Linked DNA regions of Mus musculus: region 1 is linked to region 2. Evidence: chromatin contacts called from public HiChIP or PLAC-seq data. All regions are on one chromosome and are shown on one strand. Each heading gives the region's core, a stretch centred on a gene start, on an enhancer-like site or on the middle of the called end of the contact. The rest is flanking DNA. Distances are from core to core; before and after follow the strand shown. Region 1 has its middle 36 kb from the start of Celrr. Region 2 has its middle 28 kb from the start of Gm34352.

What was found. HiChIP or PLAC-seq counts read pairs in DNA pulled down with a chosen protein or histone mark.
Region 1: a contact with region 2 is called in an H3K4me3 HiChIP or PLAC-seq map of embryonic basal ganglia, with 3 times the contacts expected there. The contact joins two enhancer-like sites. A contact is called at or near these places in 1 of 484 Hi-C or Micro-C datasets (nephron progenitors), 5 of 115 datasets of contacts at active chromatin or transcription factors (embryonic basal ganglia, embryonic stem cells, oligodendrocyte precursor cells and 1 more) and 1 of 9 other capture datasets (embryonic stem cells).

The regions. Positions count from the first base shown.
Region 1 is chr1:121,050,413-121,053,296 of GRCm38.p6, reverse strand. No RefSeq gene overlaps it. Among named protein-coding and RNA genes, the nearest start is that of Celrr, 36 kb to the left of the region's middle. Within about 2 kb of position 1,331, at least 8 of the 459 cell types and tissues checked have an H3K27ac peak or open chromatin away from gene starts, as enhancers often do. A contact at or near this core is called in embryonic basal ganglia, where this site is marked.
Region 2 is chr1:120,643,289-120,646,094 of GRCm38.p6, reverse strand. It overlaps a transcript of 2610027F03Rik not described here. Among named protein-coding and RNA genes, the nearest start is that of Gm34352, 28 kb to the right of the region's middle. Within about 2 kb of position 1,429, at least 24 of the 459 cell types and tissues checked have an H3K27ac peak or open chromatin away from gene starts, as enhancers often do. A contact at or near this core is called in embryonic basal ganglia, where this site is marked.

The sequences.
Region 1 (2,884 bases), core at 82-2,581, 410 kb before region 2:
GGTATACAGAACCCACGAGTGTCTGCAATTTCACTCATGCCCAGGTTAATTGTAGCAGTGTGAATGCCAGTGGACGTTCACTACACTGTACTGTTCAGGGAGCATTGAAAAGGGTCTGTCCATGTGCAGTAAAAAAAAAATCCATTTAAAACATTTTAAAAATTTTGAAATAATTCTTGAGGCTTTCATGCGGATGTTCGATGAAATATGATCCGCCCCACATTTCCCTCTCCAACTCCCCCATCACACCCCTCCCAATTTCATATCTTCTCTCTCTTTTTGATAACTGAGTCCAGTTAGTGCTGGCCATATGTGTGTGGGTGGGGGCATCCCCTCGAGCATGGGAAGCCTACCAGTGGCCATATCCTCAAAAAAGAATGCATCTCCTTCCCCCCCTTTAAAAAAGGATTTTCACTGCATTTCCTGTGAGTGTGTGTGTGTGTGTGTGTGTGTGTGTGTGTGTGTCCCTTAGGTGTTACAGGAATGTTGTTCACCTTGCTCTTTCAGGCAGCCTCTCATTGGCCCAGACCCCACATACTTGGCAAGGCTAGCCTCCAAGCAGGGTCCAGAGACCTCCCTATCTTCACTTCTCCAGCAATGACATCATAGCCATGTACCCAGCCTTTTACTCAGGGGGTAGAGATTCAAATTCAGGTCCTCATGTGTACACCAAGCATTTTAGGGACAGAGCCACCTCCCCGGGCTCTGTATTCTGTAATTCTTGAGTGTGCGTTAAAGCCACTGTACTATGTGCAAGGACCTATGCCTTCCCATTGTGAGAACACAAAGCTGTGCAGAATTGCTGGGTTGTTACATGATGCGACTCTTATCATAGACCTCCAAACGGACCTCATCGTCTGCCTTTAGCAGGCAAGGAAATCAAGCTTACAAAGGGGTAAGTGACTTAATCTGCACCAGGAAGGACTACATGTAGATGAAAACCCAGGTCTGTCCATCACACTCAATCTCCCACCTGCTTCCCTGGCAAGTTTTGTTTGTGGGATACACCTGGCATGTGCTTGGGCGGGGGTGGGGGGTTGATTTTTCAACTTCCAATAATTGTATTTATTTTTAATGATTTTGCAACTGCTCTCGGCTCCCAACTATGGGCACAGTAAATTCCTGCAAGAACTGTTTGTAGAGCAAGTCACAAATGCTACCCATCCCTTGCCCTCCAGGCTGCAGACAAAAGACCTTTTCATTGTGCTCAAATGGATCCAGTCAGTGAAGCCGCATAAACTCATGGGACCATTTATTTTCCAAAAAAGAGCCAGTCTAAACTTTGGGGTCCACACTTGAAATCCACCCATCTGGTGCAGGACCAGTCATGAAAGACCCTTTGAGCAAAGAAAGTCTTCAGAACTCAGAGTAGGGTCAAGCTGTTTCCTTAAAGTTCCGATCTCTCCAAAAGTATATGAAATGAGGGGGGACGTGGGGTGTGGGGTATCATAAAATGGTGTCTTAAGAGTATTTTTGTTTTTAATGGTAAGAGGACAATTCTGGAGCATCCCGACCACTGGAAAGGCAGGAACCTTTTGTTGGAAGCTCGGAGAAGCTACTCTGGTTGCCATGCAGACTGAATCTGTAGGAAGGCTTTTGCAGAGTTTCTTGAAGCCCCAGCCCCTTGCAGCTAGCAACCAGCATGAGCAAAGCTGGGGCTGCTCATTAGAGTCATCAGTTAACCCCCTGCCCCTGCTGCTTGCCTCCTTATTGTAATTAATTTTATGGACCCTTTAAAAAGAAAGAGACAGAAAAGAAAAGAGAGACCTCGACATTTTATGCTACATTGCACAAGCAATTGAAAGTTGCAGGGAAAGAAGAAGAAAAAAAAGACCCAACCACCAAATGTTTAGCAGCCTTTTCTTCTATTTCAAATGAGCAACCTATTTAAATCAATTATCAGCTCAAAATGAGCAAGCTGATCTAATTAGTCTTGGCCCCTGGGGGGTTAATGAATGAAAGGGGGTGCAGGGGTGTGGGTGGATGTGTGCTCTCTCTGGAGTCTTTGGAAATGACCACACTCACACACACATCCTCTTCTAAGTGGCTAAGTCTTGGTGAATTACAGGATTGGGCAGGCAGGCAGGCAGGCGGGCGGGGGGGGGGGTGCGGGGGGGATGGTTTGGGGGAGAGGAGGGGGAACGGCAAGGGGACTTAGCTGTTTCCTCTGCTCCCTGGGCAAAGTGACTATGCTCTGCACAGGGGATTTTTTTTCAGACTGTGTTTTTCCACACAGCGGTCATTAGCATGTGATAAGTAGCTCAGAATTGCGAATAAATCAATGTGTGTTTTCTTTAAGCATGTTTGAGAGGGAGCAACGTATTGACTTCAGAAGAAAAAATGCTGTTGAATGATGATGGCCCTGGGCCTGAGTCTCTCTGCAGAGAGAGCCTCCTCTCTATTCTGCTCTAGTCAGGCCGTGCCCGCCCTTGACTCAGGATGGCCCCTGGACATTAATATATAGTTAATCAAGGGGCTAACGCAAGGAGGCAGTGGAACAGACGAGGAACAATAAGTTTGGGTGGTGTTTGACTGAAGCTCTCAAGTTTCCCCAGATTTTTTTTTTAAATATATCTTTTCAAGCGTTCCTCTGTGCAAGGGAGGAGATATTTGCTTTTTGGGTTCTGACATTTCTTACCCCAAATGTTAACTCTCTGGTAAATGTTACAAGTATTTATGGTTTGGGAATTTGATATCTGTTACTTTTTTGAATTTCTCTTTTCTGGTGCAAATGACGCAGGTTTGGAGGTCAGGCAGCCGGGCTCCCAAACCTATGTGCGTGTGACCTTCGGCGACTTTCTCTGCCTTTCTGAGTCTTTGGTTCTCATCTTCCACACGGGGATAATTTCACCAGTTTGTTTGAGGATCGTGATACCATGTATGG
Region 2 (2,806 bases), core at 180-2,679:
AGACACATCGTGAGCCACAGAGCTTACACACCTGAGCTAGGCTGTAGCAACATCAGTGCCTTAAAGAAGAAAAAAAAAATATTGGGCTAGAGGCCCGTGCAGAAGAACATCAAACAGATGCCCCAGCTATCATCCCCTTTGCTGACTTTGAAAGTACCAAAGGGACTCTTTGGTGACCAGAAAAATGACATTCTGCTGGAGCAAGGTTGAGTCCTAAAAGAGTCACCTGTCAACAGCTGCTTCCGGGAAAAGATTATCATACATAATCCTAACATCCTGAGATAGCTACTTTCTCCCTTATTTTACAGATTAAATATCCCAGGCAGGAGAGTTAAGAATTTGTCCCAAATGTCAGTAAGTGGTAGAACCAGGGTCAGATTCCAAACTTCCCTCTATGCCTGTGGCTCCTTTCTTCCCCAAGTTCCCCCCCTCTGTACTGTTGAGGTAATATTCTTAACTGCCAAGCAGGACAAAGAAGAAGCACCGGGGGAGCCTGAGTCCATACATACTACCCCGAACACCTGCTGGACAGTCTTCTCTAGCTCCACAAAGCAGGAAGGCAAGGCCTTAATGACAGGAAAGGAGCAATGGTCTCTGAGCTCATGTCCCAGTTCCGAGGCTTTCATTTGCAACAACCTCCAAACGAAGTGCACCTGAAGGCTTCTGTTTACAGGATTCTAGTGGAGGCTCAATTGGAGTAGAGAGAAGGGAGAAGGAAGAGGAACAGCGAATGAACGAGAAAAGAGAGAAGACGGAAAAACACAGCCTTGCACAAACAGGAGCAAAAGCGGGGGTTCCAAGTAAGCTTGCCTGTCACATGCTGAGGTTCTCACAAAACCGGGCAACCCAAAACACACCATTGCACCTTTATATATCCACTATGGAATCTGGACTAAACAGACAGATGTATGGGCCCCTTCCCCACTCCTCTGACCCCCACTTTGGAATTGAGCTCCTGACTCTGAAGTTAGGCCTCAATATGAGCTGTTTTTTTAACCTTCTGATACCAGCAGTAGGCCTGGCTCTGTAAGAACTGACATAGATCTTCCAACTCAAACTGTGTCTAAAGTAGATAAGGCTGAGGCTGCCAGAAGGTGTGGCCTAAGGCCTTGGCTGCAGGAAGACTGATGTTGGGTCCAGAAAGTGAATTGAGAAGCCCATTTCCCTCCAGGCCTGCTTAGCTCCATTCCAAAATACATCTGCCAGCCCTGTAGCTAGGCTTCCCCCTGGCTCTGGGTGGTGGGGAAGTTCTAATTTAAAACTGTTGCCTAGTGTCCTCCTAAGCCATGCCCTACTCTAAAAAAGAAGAAGAAAGAAGAAGATGAGAAAAAAACCTCTCGCCCATTCAGGCAACAGCTGGAAGGCTTGGCTGAATGGCGTGCTTCAATGTGGAAGGTCACAGGATACTGATCTAAGCACTGAGGAGGTTTGCTCACCCAACTGTTGACACTCTGTAAACGCGACAGGCGGGGCTGGTGTGGGCATCTGAGGAAGGAAGCCCCCACCCCACCCCCAACCAGAGAAAGAATAGGAAGCAACTTCTATTCAACACTCACAGGGGTGCCCCGGGAGGGCCCCTCCATCCAGGCTAAAGCCACCAGGCCCATTCCCTGCCTCCAAGTTACCTTGTATTATAACAGGATTAAAGTATATTTAGCTCAGCCATTAGCATATTTGAGCCCCCATTTTGGTCTACTTAAGGCTTCCGGTAGCCTTTGATCAGGTCTGCGTTCTGCTGGTCAACAGAAGAACCCCAGCATGCCCTGTTGGGGGGAAGGAGGGGGGAGACAGTCAGACTGTGAAATTCCCGGAATGCTCCAATATTCTATTGTTTTCCTTAAACGGCCCAGTTTACACCCAGAGTTGGGGGGGGGGGTGGCGAGAACCAATAATAATTAGGTCTTCCTAGGAAGAGGAGAGAAAGGATTTGTGCTCTCCTAAGAAAAGGAGGGGAGGGGGAACCCTATAATTTCTACAGTGTCTGCCTTTTTATTGCTTTCATTTGCATATAAATTAAATCCATATTGTAGCTTTAAGGCAAGCGGGGCTTAGAATTCCACACAGCCTGGGGTCCTATTGTCTTACAGCCAGTTCTAGGCGGTGGGAGCAAAATGAAAGGGAAGGGCCAGGCACGGGAAAGAGAAAGTCAGTTCTGTAGCGGTTTTAATTGCTTGTTTGTTTTCTCCACCAATTACAGGCAAATTAATATTTAAACTTTGGGAGGCTGTAAGGAAAATGCTTACAATGTTAAGTTGGATGCGGGGGAGGGGGGACGGGGGGGGGAGGAAAGCTTTGGTCCTAGCTTTCCTGCAGCTGAGATTTCATTGTAGTAAATTTTAAAAAAAAATCATTTCTTCTCTTGCCCGCACACTGAGACTCAATTGCACTTCCGCGATGAGATGGGGTAGAGAGGTGTCAGTTGTCCTAGTAGGCCCTGGCCGATGCCTTACTAGGCTCTCCACTGACCACACACCTGCACCTGCTTAGACCATGCAACGGATGGAATCCAGGCTTTCTGCCCGCTAAGCAGCAGACCACGGCGTGCATGCTCAACTGTCTGCCAATGATATAGGAAGAGTGGTCCTAGTCTAAATACTGGAGAGCTCTGCCCAGGAGCCTTCTGATCCCGATAAAGCTTGTTTCACAAACCCTTACCTTACTGTAGCAAATTCCTCGATATGCAAGTGGTAATGGAGGAAAGATCTGCAGAGGCTGCAGAGACCAGGAATATGCAGAGGGAAGCCCTTCAGATTTTCACCCTAAAAACACTCCAGACACTGCGGAAGGAACTCGGTGGCAGAGAGGA